Linked DNA regions of Mus musculus: region 1 is linked to region 2. Evidence: chromatin contacts called from public Hi-C data. All regions are on one chromosome and are shown on one strand. The core of a region is the stretch at or near the end of the contact, and the rest is flanking DNA. Distances in the headings are between cores, read along the strand shown.

What was found. Hi-C and Micro-C count contacts between places; a contact is called where the count stands out from the background.
Region 1: a contact with region 2 is called in a Hi-C map of cerebral cortex, with 2.9 times the contacts expected there. The contact joins the enhancer-like site here to the promoter of Coq7 in region 2. A contact is called at or near these places in 4 of 39 promoter capture datasets (the 3T3-L1 cell line, embryonic stem cells, hippocampal neurons and 1 more), 1 of 15 datasets of contacts at CTCF or cohesin (large pre-B cells), 28 of 484 Hi-C or Micro-C datasets (the AML12 cell line, B cells, the C2C12 cell line and 22 more), 10 of 115 datasets of contacts at active chromatin or transcription factors (astrocytes, embryonic stem cells, epiblast stem cells and 5 more) and 2 of 9 other capture datasets (adipose tissue and embryonic stem cells).

What each region holds. Positions count from the first base shown.
Region 1 is chr7:118,686,871-118,694,185 of GRCm38.p6, reverse strand. Gde1 (glycerophosphodiester phosphodiesterase 1) reads left to right here. Exons shown (of 6, transcript NM_019580.4): 5 at 2,392-2,603; 6 at 5,036-5,628. The coding sequence ends at 5,183. Among named protein-coding and RNA genes, the nearest start is that of Gde1, 15 kb to the left of the region's middle. Within about 2 kb of position 5,730, at least 26 of the 459 cell types and tissues checked have an H3K27ac peak or open chromatin away from gene starts, as enhancers often do. A contact at or near this core is called in cerebral cortex and muscle stem cells, where this site is marked.
Region 2 is chr7:118,528,200-118,535,116 of GRCm38.p6, reverse strand. Coq7 (demethyl-Q 7) reads left to right here and starts at 1,761. Exons shown (of 6, transcript NM_009940.3): 1 at 1,761-1,938; 2 at 5,380-5,558; 3 at 6,699-6,813. The coding sequence starts at 1,866.

The sequences.
Region 1 (7,315 bases), core at 4,481-6,980, 160 kb before region 2:
CGGAGGGGAGTGGGATGAGGAATTGTGGGAGGGCAGACCAAGAGGAGGTAATGACTGGACACATATCCCAACATTTGGAAGACTGAGGCAGGAGGATTTGCATTTGAGATCTGCCTGGGCTGTATAGTGAAACCCGTCTCAAACAACAACAAAACCTCTCTTACATAGTGTTTCAGATGCACATAAAAATGGTAAATGCATGAATCTCCATTAGCCGTGGTCTTGCTTGTTCCTCCTTGCCCCATTGATCTTCCTCAGTAAGCCCTTGTTTAGTTTCAGATCATCAAAGATCAGAAAAATAGAAAATTTCATGTCTCAGAAGTTCCATGAATATTAATAAGTTTTTTGTTTTTGCTGTTGTTATTGTTTGTTTGTTTTTGCTTTTGTTTTTGAGACAGGGTTTCTCTGTGTAGCCCTGGCTGTCCTGGAACTCACTTTGTAGACCAGACTGGCCTCGAACTTAGAAATCCACCTGCCTCTGCCTCCCAAGTGCTGGGATTAAAGGCGTGTGCCACCACCTGGCTTTTAACTTTTTTCAAATAAAAATTGGTATTTATATTTTTAAAAAATGGTCATTTGCATCAATACCCAACTAAGGTATTTATTTTCAATCTTAAAGTCTACAATTTTGTCCAGGCAGTGGTCACACACCTTTAATCCCAGCACTTGGGAGGCAGAGGCAGGTGGACTTCTGAGTTCTAGACCAGCCTGGTCTACAGAGTGAAAACCAGAATTAAAAAAAATAAAAAATTCTGCATTTTTGCTTCCATCCCGTCCCTCTCAACCTTTCTACCTCTGTTTCTCTGTCTGCCCCCCCCCCCGCCCCCACCCTCTTTCTCTTTATTGGATAAACCAAATGTATGTGTACTTGCGCGTGCATGCGAGTGCATGTGTGCTGCTAGTCCCTCATGCGTGCTAGGCAAGCGCTCTGCCACTGGGCTATGTTTCAAGGTCTGAATTATATTTTTTCATTTACCCATGTTTAGTGATAGTTCACTTGTGTGATTTTATAGACTGTTCCTCACTTTGTTTCCTGTAACCTGGTGAAGTCCACTAGAACTCATGCAGTTCAGGCTAATTGTCCTCAGCAGGGCCGTGTCTCGGTGGGGAGGAATGCACTTCACCTGCTGAACTGTTGCAGCTTTTGTTGTGGGTTCCTGGCATTCATTGGCCAGGTCTGTCAGTTTACTAGGAAGTTATGAAATGCTAATATTTTATTCAGAATCTAGAATTCATGTATAAATAAGACACCTCCTGATCTATCATTTAGTTTCCCTATAGTCTGAGTAATGACTTAATCTTTCTCTTTATTTACTAGTTTCCAAAATATTGAGCTTTTCTGTGGTATCCTTCAGCTAGGGTCAACAGCATACATTAAAAATGTCTGCAACAGCCGGTCGTGGTGGCACACACCTTTAATCCCAGCAGAGGCAGGTGGATTTCTGAATTCAAGGCCAGCATGGTCTACGGAGTGAGTTCCAGGACAGCTCGGGCTATACAGAGAAACCCTGTCTCGAAAAACCAAAAAACAAAAAGAAAACAAAAAACAAACAAACAAAAAATGTCCACAACAGGAGCAGGACAGTGCATGCCAGTGCAGACCTTCCCAGGGCGTCGGCGGTCCTGGGGCTTACAGACATGTTTCCACAGGCTCCCCAGGCTTATCTGAGCACAGAGGCCTTTGGAGTATGTGATGCTCTGCCCTCTCTCCAGTCTCCTTACAGCCCCTCTTCTTTCTTCCTCCCTTCTCCTTCCCCTCCCCACAGCTCTGCAGTCCTGCCATAAACAGGGTTGAAATTAACCAGCATCTCTTGAAATGATCCTGGCTCTACCCTCATTGAGTTCTGAATTAACATGCTATTTGATTAATTCAATTAAAAGCTTATCTTCATAGCGTTATTAAAGTGTGGCTTTGAAAGTTGGGCATGGTGGAGAGCACATCTGTAGCCCCCAGCTTTCAGGAGCCCAAGGCAGGAGGCTTGGTGTGGTTGGCCAGCCTGAACTACAGAAGACCCTATCTCCAGAAACCCAGACAAACAAACAAATACAACTTGACCCTGTGGTTGGCATTTTCTCTCCCTCTCACTTGCTGTGTGTTTCTGACTACACCTAGGGAGGGCCTCATGCCTGCCACCACGCTGAGGCTGGGCTCCCTCGGCAGCCAGGTTCTCTCTGTTTGATAGGGCAGTTCCTGTAGGACTGTGAGGAAGAGGCCCTCAATTGTAGTGGGCGTTGCATACCTACATCTACTTTGTTTCTCAAAGGACTTGTGAGAGATGGCAAACGTGGTCGCTATGGGGCCCTCATCAAATGAATATTTGGTAAATCTAAAATTTTTAGAAATTATAGACTTAAGAGATGATCATTTTCTTTTCCAAAATTCCTTTTCAGATGAGACAAACGGATCAGAAGGTAATCACAGCCCTAACTCACAGGCCTTGGAGCCTGAGCCACACTGGAGATGGGAAGCCTCGCTACAGCGTCTTTTGGAAGCAGTCTGTGTTTGTGGTGTTGGACATCTTGCTGGACTGGAGCATGCACAATGTCTTGTGGTACCTGTGTGGGATTTCAGCCTTCCTCATGCAGAAGGATTTTGTCTCCCCGTAAGTTAGAAGTTTTTGTCTCTTGGCTTCTGGTGTCCTGGGTGCTTTTTCTGGAAAGGAGGCGTTAAAGAAGTGGGCAGACTGAGTTGTTTGTGACTCATGGGTCCCCTGGCCTGTAAGTTAGAGCAGTGCCAGCTGCTGGAAGTGTGTGGGAAGATGTCAGACATGGTTCATTGATTCACAACAGGCTAACCAGATACTCTGTTTCATTAGTTTGTTTGTTTACTGCTTGTATGTGTAGTGTTTGTATGTGTGCTGTATGTATGTGTAGTGTTTGTATGTGTGGTACCTGTATGTGTGGTGTGTGTTTGTATGTTGTATGTGTGGGACTCACTGATGGAGCTGGTCCTGTGAGAAGCTACCTTTTCCTCAGGATCTTCTCCAGCTCCTGAGCACTGGGACTATAGATGGTCTGTGATGTCTCCCAGTTTTTATGTGGCTGCTGGACACCCAACTCTGGTTCTTGAATGACAAGCATTTTTTATTATGTTTTAAAAGTAAATTACAATTTATAACATATTAATCATGTAATATGTCAGCAAGTTCTTGCTCTCCGTGTAAATGTGTGTGGCAGAGCTGATGCATCATAGCCCACCTCATCAAACAGGGTTTCTCTGTGTAGCTCTGCCTGTCCTGAAGCTCACTCTGCAGACCTCTGGCTTCAAACCCACAGAGATTTACCTGCCTCTGCCTCTCCAGTGAGTGCTGGGATTAAGCTTACACCACCGCCCAACCCCAGTCCAGTGTTGTAAAGCATTTTTAGAAAGTGGTGACATTGCACTGCTTGTGATTGGCTCCCTTGGGAAACTAGACGGAGGGAAGTGCCACAGCGGAAACCGCGTATGGCCATGGCCTTCTAGCTCCCATCCTCCCTTCTGCTTGTCTGTTCTCTCGCTTACTGACATCTCTGAGCTGTCTGTGGCAGCCTTAGAGCTGTAGACGCACACTGTAGCTCCATCCGACTTCCAGCTTGCTATTCTGGCAGCCATTTGGCTATGGCCAACAGTGCTGTCAGGTGCTGCATGAGGAAGCGGAGGGTACAGTAGTGAAGAAGCAGAGCCGCGCTCTTTGCCTCCTTGACTTCCATGTCCAATTGGACAGGGATGCCAGTCCAGCCTTGAGTCTAGTAAATACAAAGCCACAGCTGAGGGCTGCCAGTGGGTAAGTGCTTCTGTGCGAGCTTTGGGGTCTGAGTTCACATTCCTAGCAGCCGGATGCAAACTGGCGCAGTAGCATGTGTGTGGCTAGAGCAGCAGATTCTGGGAATCAGTCTAGCTGGAGCTTCGATCTCCGGGTTCATTGAGACACCCTGTCTCAAATCTAAGATGAGAACAATAGTGAAAGACAGCGCCATCAACAGCTTCAAGGACAGCAGTGCATAGGCCTTGTATTCTGATCTAGTTTCGCACAGGGAGGTGTCCCAAGGAAGAAGGAGGGGAATGGTAATTGTTACCACGGTGGCACAGGCCTGAAAGTCAAGCAACTCTGGAGGCTAAAGCAGAAGGATTGCATGTTCAAGGGCAGCCCGGGCTCCAGTGAGAGCATAAAACAGAAGTGAAGAGACGCTGCGGTACAGTTGAGGATGACTGCCTCCCTGCGTGCCCGAGGCCCAGGGTCACACTCCAGCCTCTCTATCAGCCAGCGGGTAAAGGACATCCAGGCCTGCTCTTGTCGGGCCAGTGCTGTGGGAGCACGTGAGGAAGTGGGCATGGTGGAGGTGGGAGGCTCACACCTGGGTCTCTTTACCTGGCCTCACCAGAGTGGTTACCTGGCATCTTCCTTGAGGATGTCTCAGCTACACGCCAAGGTAGCTCATTTGTCTTGAGAAATTACCAGTTCTGGAGTGGGGGCTGTGAGCCTTTTGTCTGCCTGGAAGTCACTGAATCATCTTGAATCACCTGTAAATCTGAGAAAATGTGGTTGTTCTAGGCTTGCTGTTTGAAGGTATGTTTCTGGTTTGTGTCACAACAGCTGCTTTTATATTGTGACCTTTCCCATACCTGGGGACACTCAGGACTTCTCAGCTTTTCACCAGATATGGGACAGGGTGCCAGGAGCAAACTAAGCTCTGCCTGTGAACTGCAAGGAAGAAAGCGTTGAGGGAGGGTGTAGAGCGCTGTTCTTCCCCAGGAGCGGAGGACAGAGAAGCTCTGGTGACCTGAAAGGGAGGCTCCTGCAGTACAGAGAGAAACGGACAGTGTGGTTGGTGTAAGAGGGCAGAGATGATAGCCCTTGGTGACTGTGATGTGTGTGAGCTCGGATGATGATGTAAAGCAGACATAAGCCGTGCCTGCTTCCCAGCCTCTGACTGCGGTAGGAGGCCAGCTGGAGGCTCTCTGGGAGCAGTTGGCAGTCACAGAGCACATGCTTTGAGCTCTCAATTCCAGGACAGCTGTCCATTCTAACACGGCTGATTTTCCCCTTTTCTCCAGGGACTATTTGAAGAAGTGGTCAGCTAAAGGAATCCAGGTTGTGAGTTGGACTGTCAATACCTTTGATGAAAAGAATTACTACGAGTCCCACCTTGGGTCCAGCTACATCACTGACAGCATGCTAGAAGACTGTGCACCTCACTTCTAGACTCCCCAGGAGGAAACACAGTTGCGAAACTGCCTGGAGGCCTCTTGCAGGGACATGAGAACACTCTGTTAGCACAAGCCCTGGGGACCCTGTGGCTCATACTAGCAATAGTCACAGTGTCACCCCAACAAGCAGAAACCAGGCATGGTGACCATGCTCCAAGGAAGGCTCCACACTTGCCCTTAAAATTCTGGATCTGCAAAAAGGCAGGGTGGCCCCACCCTGACCCCGCTGAGGGTACAGAGCCACGAGGATGAGCAGAGTGGGTCCTGCAATTAGGGCGCAGGCACCAATGCATGGGGCTTGCATGATCACTCCAAGTTGACATTTTAAATCTTGCCGTACTTCAGTAATTCACTTATTTCCAATATTTGTCGTCAGCTTTGTTAATGGCGACCTGTAGGTGTCAAACTTGTGACCACACTAATAAAATCATTGAAAGGTGAACAGAGGGCAAACTGTGTACTGATCTTCTGGTCCTACAGTGCCTGGGAGGCCTTTCCTGCTTTAGTTTCAAGACTTGGAATTATCTGTGTCATCTTGATGTAAGCACTTCTGACCACCAGGGGGCAGAGCGGCAGCTTTCCCATCGTGCTTGGAAGCCTGATCACTGGCAGGTTCTTAGATAAAGAACCAGGAGAACGGGTCTGAGGATCTGGGCTGCTCTTCATTTCTCAATTGCAGATGCACAGACTGGTGCCGGCCTCAGCCCTGACTCAGACCTACTGTTCCTTTTGCTGTCGTTGCTCTAGACTGGGAACTAGATGAGGCATTTGTAAGCACAGTCATCTGCAGCCCTGGGCAAAACGCTTACGGATGCTTGGCATCATCTTCAGAGGTGAGGAAGCAGAGGCAGCGCAGTTAGGGACGTACCTGAGTCCATCATAAAGTCCACAGGCAGTGTCCAGTTCCAGGCCCTGGCCATCCCACAGGGACAAAGCGGCTGTGTGTGTGTGTGTGTGTGTGTGTGTGTGTGTGTGTGTGTGTGTGTTGTTTTTAGTTGTTGAAGGAAGGGGTGGCAACACGTACCACCACTGCTGCCCCAGACGTTAGAAGACGACTTGCAGGTTTGTCCTTCCCCCATGGGTCCCTGACGTTGAACTCAGACTATTGGGTTTGGTAGCACTTTTTCCGTGTTGAACCCTCATACCAGGCCTTAGCATGCGATGCTAGAAATTCAGCCTAGGCTTTACCTGTGGTAAGTCGTCTGTCAGAGTTATATCTAGACCTCTTTTTAAAACAAATTTAAATTAAGCCAGATGTGGTACACATCTTTAATCCCAGCAGTTTGGAATCAGAGGCAGGGAGATTCTGAGTTCAGGCCAGTCTGGTCTACAGAGCAAGTTCTAGGACAGACAGGGCTACACAGAGAAACCCCATCTCAAAAAGAAAAATTTTCAAATTCCCTTTGGTGTGAGAGTGCACGTGGCACACATGTGGAGATGGAAGGACGGCTTGCCAGGGTCTTCACACCACGCGGGTCACAAAGTTGAATTCAGGTCATCAAGCTTGGTGAGCGCCTCTGTCTGCTAGGCTTTTAACTCACTCCAGCCCCTTTAAGACAGAGTTCCACTAAGTTATTTAGAGTAGCCATAAACGTAAAATCTCTCAGGTTCCCAAGTAGCTGAGGTTGTAGGCCAGCATCAAGAGACATAGCTGTAAGTGGTGACATTTAAAATGAAGCTAGAGCCGGGAGTGGTGGCACATGCCTTTGATCCCAGCACTCGGGAGGCAGAGGCAGGCGGATTTCTGAGTTTGAGGTCAGCCTGGTCTACAAAGTGAGCTCCAGGACAGCCAGGGCTATACAGAGAAAAACCCTGTCTCGAAAAAAAACCAAAAAAAAAAAAAAAAGAAGCTAGTTTCTTTGCTGGAGATCAAACCTAAGGCTTTGTGCATCCTAGACAAGTGCTCCACCCCTGAGCCTCACCCCAAGTCCTTGGGTTTTTGAGACAGTCATGTTATTGATCTCAGGCTGGTCTTAAGCTTTCTGCCTCAGCATTCCAACTATAGGGGTTATGGGAATGTGCTGCCACACCTGGCTCTTTATAAATGTTGACTAGAAGTATCTGAGGTCTCCTTTATTACCAGAGCCTTCACACACAGTATCAAAACCTGACATCCTTTCTTGTCAC
Region 2 (6,917 bases), core at 512-3,011:
AAATTCCTTCACCTTCAGAGACAGTTCCCTTACACTTAAAATACAAAACTAAGACAAACTTGCTTTTATATTTCAGAATTTGATTATGGAATCACATATTCTTCGTTGTCTTTTGAAAATATGAAAGTGCTTACTATAAAGTATGAGAACATTGAAAACCACAGAGAAAAATCAAAATTACACATAAGCACACAAGTTTTTTTTAAAGAGGCACCAAAGGCCAGCCTGGATGACACAGCAAGTTGAAAGTCATCTGGATACAGGGTGAAATTCTTGTCTCATAACCAGAGTGGGGGAAGGGGAAGAGGGAGGAGGAAGGGAAAGAGAGAGAGAAAGAGAAAAAGAGAGAGGAGAGAGAAGGGAGAAGAAAGCAAGCAAGCACAAATGGAGGGAAGAAAGAAAATGTAGTAGTCTCATATTTTCCACTTAAATGTTCTATTTTATCCAAAGTTCTTTCAAAGTTCATTGTTCTAACACCCCTGGAAGCTCCAGAGGCCAAAGCAGCCATTTCACCAGTTTAAGGCAAGCCTGAGTGACATAATCAGATCTGAACTCGTCATTACATCCATTTCAGGGAGCTGCTAACTGTGCTCATGAGTCATAGTTTGTTAGCATTCTCTTGATGGTAACCTTTTTAAAAAACATGTATTTGTCTGTGTGTCACATGTGCAGAGAGTCCGGAGGAGAGTGCTGGGTCACTTGGAACTGGAGTTACAGGCCGTTGTTAGCTTCCTGCTGTGGCTTCTGGGAATCAAACCCAGGTCCTCTACAGGAGCAAGAAGTGTTCTCAACTTCTGAGCTCTCTCTAGCTCCAATTTTTTAACACTTCCAAAAATTTCCAGTAATAACTAGGACATACACCTCAACATTCTTTTATCTCTTTAGGACAGATCTAGAAGTGGAATGCACGGGAAAGGTTCTGAACATTTGAAGGCTTTGAGAGCCAGATTTAGGTTGAGTATTCCACAGGAATATTTAAGTACCCTCACTGCCGCTAAGGCCCAGTACTTGGGCTCGTCTTAATTTTAAGTTACTGTAGTATACTAATTGAACACTATAATTATATAGAATGGGTTAGTAGTTTCATTTATTTTACAGTAGCTATGAATCAAATACCCGCCCCCCTCCCGCCAAGGGTGCAAACTCTAGTTTTCCTAAAGCCACAGTCTCTAGTGGTCCTATAATAGGCACTGATTATCCTTGCAGGTATGGTTTTTCCCCTTATATACTTATCTGACTTGAAAATTTATTTCTATTGGCTAGATCCTAGCTGTCATATTAATGGATATGCACTTTAAAATGTTTAATGTATGTTACTAAATTTTCCTTCCCTCAACACACAGCTATGTTCATCACTAATGTGCACTAGGCCATGAATAATCCAGTAAAGGATGAACAATGAAGCAAATCTCAATATAAAAATTGAGAAGGAACGGAAAGTAACGGGAAACAAACTGGGAAACCCACAATTACACCGAAAACTGGCATGTTTTACCAGGTAATTGCTGACTTTCAGGTGTAAATCGGCTCTTAATAGAGAAAAATAATCTCCATAACGTGGAGGAAACAACAGTGACCTGCGGGTCGCCTTTCCAAGACAGGGAGAAACCCTAACCTAAAATGCCTCTCCAGGGCAGCTCTGCATCAACCCTAAGAGCCGACCGGGCGCCTTCACGACGTTACAATGATCGACAGGGGGAAGACCCAATAGAGTACGTGAATCGGTCATTTCTAACCAATCGGGTGTAATCCAGGGCCTAGGGGCGTTTCCTCTGGCTCTCGGTCCGCGGCATCTATGCGTCATCACCCTGAGTCGAGAGCACGATTGGCGGGGCGTTTGGACCATAGCTGCATTGTCCGCAGCGATGAGCGCCGCCGGAGCCATAGCGGCTGCTTCCGTGGGACGCCTGCGCACTGGTGTCCGGAGGCCCTTCTCAGGTACCGGCCGTTCGGGGTCGTGGTTCGGCGCGGGGCTCTTCGCCGGTGACTATTTGCAGTGGAGGTCACGGATGTCACGGGGAGGACGTCTATACGTCACAAGCGCGCGACATGGGGGTGGGGTTTGTAGTACGTCTAGTTGATTGATAGGAACGGGTGAACTTCTGCAGGATGCCCTGCCGGGGAACAAGTGATTACCAGCCTGTGATGTGACGTCAGTGCAAGTGTGGAACTTGAGTGTCCTGCAGTGTCCCTCCGGTCTCCACTCGGGACTTTCTCAAGCAAAGTAGCCTTCCGACGACAGCATCAATCTGTTATAAATGCAGATTTTCGGGTCCCCCTCATTATCCACTGGATTGATAGGTTTTAGAGTTTTAAAAAGTGTGTGTGTGTGTGTGTGTGTGTGTGTGTGTGCGCGCGCGCGCGCGCGTGCGTGCGCACAATAATTAAATTCTAGAGAGGCCAGAATTGGGGTTTGAATCTGCAACTAGAGTAACAGGCAGTTTGTGAATCCCTATATATGGGTGCTGGGAGCCCAACTCAAGTCATTTGCAAGTGCAGTACACATTCTTAACTGCTGAGCCTTCTTTTGAGCCGTAGAGTCTCTGTTTTTATCAAGCCTCTCATGGGACTGTTTGTATTGCAAAATATGGTAAGCTTTGAATTTGGAATGGAGAGAGGTAGGTTTGGATTCAGGTCTGATTCATCCGAGCTGCCCCAGAAAATCGTGGTCATTTTCTCGAAACTAAATCTTCAAGCATTAGATTTCTATTTTGCCTGAAGGCAATATTGTTTGGAGGTTTGAGATGTGTTTTTGTTTAACTACAACTTATTAAGTAATTTAATTGAAACTACATCCTTTTGGTAAATAATAAGCCAGAATTGTCTGCCCCCAAATGGATGAGTAATCACACACACACACACACCACCACCACCACCACCAATACCATGAGAACAGCTATGAAACTTCATTAGATATTGTTGTGTGTGCCTTCCAAGGCTTGAGTCCAAGGTTGTTTTTCTTTCTGGAAGAGAAGAGTGCTTAGCAAGTGTTTGGATATTTTTCAAGACATGCCAGTTATAGAGATGTTTTCCTTGGTGATAAATGGATCAGAAGAGACTTTTTAAGAGCCTCTTAGTATGTAATTTATGTGTCCATAAGCCACTTAAAATCTTCTCATTTGCCACTTAAAATCTCCCAGATACCATGGCTGGAACAGCACTCTTGAGAGCTTCTAGCTCTGCGATTCAGCTTTATTTTAAAGTGTGTAACAAGGCAGTCAGGTCTCAGGGATGTGAATTTTAAGGTTCCTTGCTAACCCAGTGAACAGGTTAACAATAAGAATCACTTGTTTTCATTTATGAAGTAACTTAGTTTCCTTTGTTTCATATACCCTCATGATAATAATAATTAAAAAAAAACCTTAAGTGTGTGTCTCCTTAAAAAAATAAAACTAGCCTTGCTACTGGATAGGTTTTAATTTGGTTTTGAGACAGCCTCTAGCGCTGGCTGACCTGGACCTTGCTTGTTCACCAGGATATCCTTCAATTCACAGAGCTCTGCCAACTCATGCTGGGATTAATACCTATACTGATTTCTTAGGTAAAAGGACAAACACTACCCTCTCCCAGTCATTGAGTGCAGAAGTTGTGTTTGAGAGAACATTCCAGTGTGTTCTCAGTTATAAAGAATCCTGTTTATCACACCTCAAAAGCCAGCCATATAAACTTGGCCCACCTGCTCAGCTCCTTGTTATTCTTCTTTTAAAAAAAAGATTTATTTTATATATGTGAACACACTGTAGCTGTCTTCAGACACACCAGAAGAGGGAATCAGATCCCATTACAAATGCTCCTGAGCCACCATGTAGTTGCTGGGAATTGACCTCAGGACCTCTGGAAGAGCAGTCAGTGCTTTTAACCGCTGAGCCACCTCCCCAGGCCCCTTGTTATTCCTTAATATACTTTTTAAAAAGGAGTACTGGGTTGCCTTGAACTTTCTTTGCTAAAAAGTAAGAGCACAAGCAAACAAGATTGTGTTGAGAAATACAACTGGCTCACCAAGTCTGTCTCCAGACCCTGCTTTCTGCATGGAGACAAGCTGGCCAGAAGCATAAGCCCTTGAACTTGGACACAGAAATGCAACAAGTTCCTGATTGTGTCCCATCACTGTCCCATAAAATATGGGCCTCAAACCGTAGAGCCCCACTGTCTGAAGACAGTTTGGAATGGTTGGTGTCTTACACTCGGCAGGAGAGCTGAGGTGCCGTGTCTGCTCCACAGACTCTGTCCAGTTAGAGTCAGTGAGCTGAGTGAGGCAGAGCATGCCATGCGCAGTAGACCAAAGCCATTCTCCTGCAGAATCCACGTGCCTTTGCACACACAGCGCTATTTGTCCCAGGACTGTTGATGTAGCTCAGGGCAGGCTTAATCTCCAGCACCATGATAAATAGATACAGCATTTAAAATTCTACTTGGTAGCAAAGCTCACGTTCCCAACGACGGCATGCATACACACCAGATACTCCAATCCTGCCCCGTGGCCTTGTGTCCAAAGACCTTAAGCCTTCTTGATGAAAGAGCCAAAGACGTATGGGAACTTTTCCACCCCTTTTCTGGATGTTGAAGTTTGCTTAGGTGAAAAGAAGTGTCTTCCAAAGACATGGTGGTCATAGCAAGCAGAGAGCCTGCAGCACTTTAAACAGGGTGCAGCTAGAGTGACAAACCAGAGGGCCTGTGGGTTTCCGTTTTTATATGGAATAAACACACATTACTACAGGACCCTTCTGGGATGAGGTAAACATTCAAGATCCTCTAATCTGGAGCTTGGAAGTATAGTGAAAGTGTTTACATTTGAAGAAGAGTTTAGTCTGAGGTCAAACCTTGTCAGGCAGGGTCTCAGTCACCTGCCCGTGGAATTGGTGTATTAAAAGAACGTTGAAGCCTCAACTTGGGATGCCAGGCTTTGTCCCCTGAGCTTTTTCAGAACATCAACACTGGCCGCTTCCCAGGGAGACTTAGGGAGAGCATTATAGATAGCTTTGGGTGCACTCCAGGGGCTTCTGCTGTACAGCTTGAGAGGGGAGCCTCCCTTTCCTGAAACAGCTGTCACGTCAGCTGCCTTGTGAGGACAGATTTCGGTCCTTCCAGATCGCCATATGTTTAAAGTAAATCCGGAAACCCTAGTCTTTAGGTGAAGTCTTTTGGGTTTGAGCATTGCAGGTGATAAAGAACACACACTGGTAGATGTGTCCAGCCCTCAGGCTTGTCTTTCATTCTGTCGGCAAAAAGGCAACAGGCCAGCGATATGACTCAGTGGGTAAAGGTGCTTGCTTTCCAGCACAAGGGCCTGAGTTCCATCCCTGGACCCCACAACTCCGTTTTCAGGAATGTCAGTGTCCTGTGTGGATAATGAGACGGACACTTGCTTTTTCATTGCAGAGTATGGAAGAGGCCTCATCATCAGGTGTCACAGTTCGGGGATGACCTTAGACAATATTAACCGGGCAGCCGTGGATCGAATAATTCGGGTGGATCACGCTGGTGAATATGGAGCAAACCGCATCTATGCAGGGCAAATGGCCGTGCTCGGTCGGACCAGTGTTGGCCCTGTCATTCAGGTGGGTTCTTCCCTGAGTCTCAGCCCAGTCTGTTGCCCTGGCAGTGTATCTGAAGCCCTCGGGCATCACTTTTGGCTGTGTGCTCCAAAGGGAGGCACTTGGAACAAAGCACTTGCTCTGTTGTCTAAAAGCACAGATATGCATTGACTCTGGCTGGGTGTGGTGGTGCATGCCTATAATCCCAGCACTTGGGAGCTGGAGATAGGGTGATCGCTGGGACTTTGAGGCCAGCCTGGTCTACATAGGAAGTTCCAGGTCAGAAAGAAAAAAATGGAGAGAGGGGGAAAGAAAGTAAGAGAGAAAGAAATTGGGTCTGGAAATTGGGTGTATTTGTGGTGTTAATGTTTCATTGCAGAAAAGGCTGAAAGTCCCTCCATTAGAAGAATGTTCCATGTGCCAGGAGGTTGTTGTAGGCTTGTCCTAGCACAGAGTATCAGAGAGAGGGGTTAACAGCCCCGAAGATCTAGGTTTCCTTTCCAGATCTCTCATCTACTTCTGCGACCCTGAAGAGGTCACCTGACCTCTAGGTTTTCATTTCCCTGTGTGCACACTAGCCTGGTAACCCCCACCTCCCTGGGTCTGGCTGGGGAATAAACCAGATCCTGTTGTCACCATGACACATGGCAGCTTAGATCCCCACAGATCCCAGTCCCCAGAGCTCATCCCATGTGTAAGATGGTGGGTGCCTGCTTGTGGCCCTGCACAACTCTCCTGTGAAGAGTCCTTCATGCCAGGAGAATGCCTCTCATTGCATGTCCTGTTTTCTATTGAGAACAGTCTGCGAGTTTTCAGGACACAGTTTTGTTGTTGTTGTTGTTAGTTTTTTTCATTATTTTCTCTTGTGGTTGCTTGAGCCGGTGGCTCAGAACCTGGAGTTCTATATGGCTCACTATGCAAGCTGATTGTGTGGTCACTGAGGTGTGTGTGGCTCTGGAGGTGGAACACTTAGCTCTGTCCAAGGCCTTGGTTCTTCATTTACTTGGCAGGCGCTTTTCTTTTTTGAGAGATTCTTCTGTGGTTTGCTTTTATCTCATGGATATTTAAGGGGATAGAAGACAGCATTGCACCAATTCCTTCTTACCTCTTGTGTGCTCAGCGAGCCGTGTCCCTGTGATGCCTCTTTTTATGTTTCCCCCCCAGAAAATGTGGGATCAAGAGAAGAACCATTTGAAAAAGTTCAACGAGTTGATGATTGCATTCAGGGTCCGACCTACGGTTTTGATGCCCTTGTGGAACGTGGCAGGCTTTGCCCTGGGTATGTGTCTGTCCAGCAGCCGCTTGGGCTCTAATGATGGGCTGTTCCTGCCTCTGGAGCCCTTGTCATGGCTGCATCCAACTTTTTAAAATTTACTGTGTGTT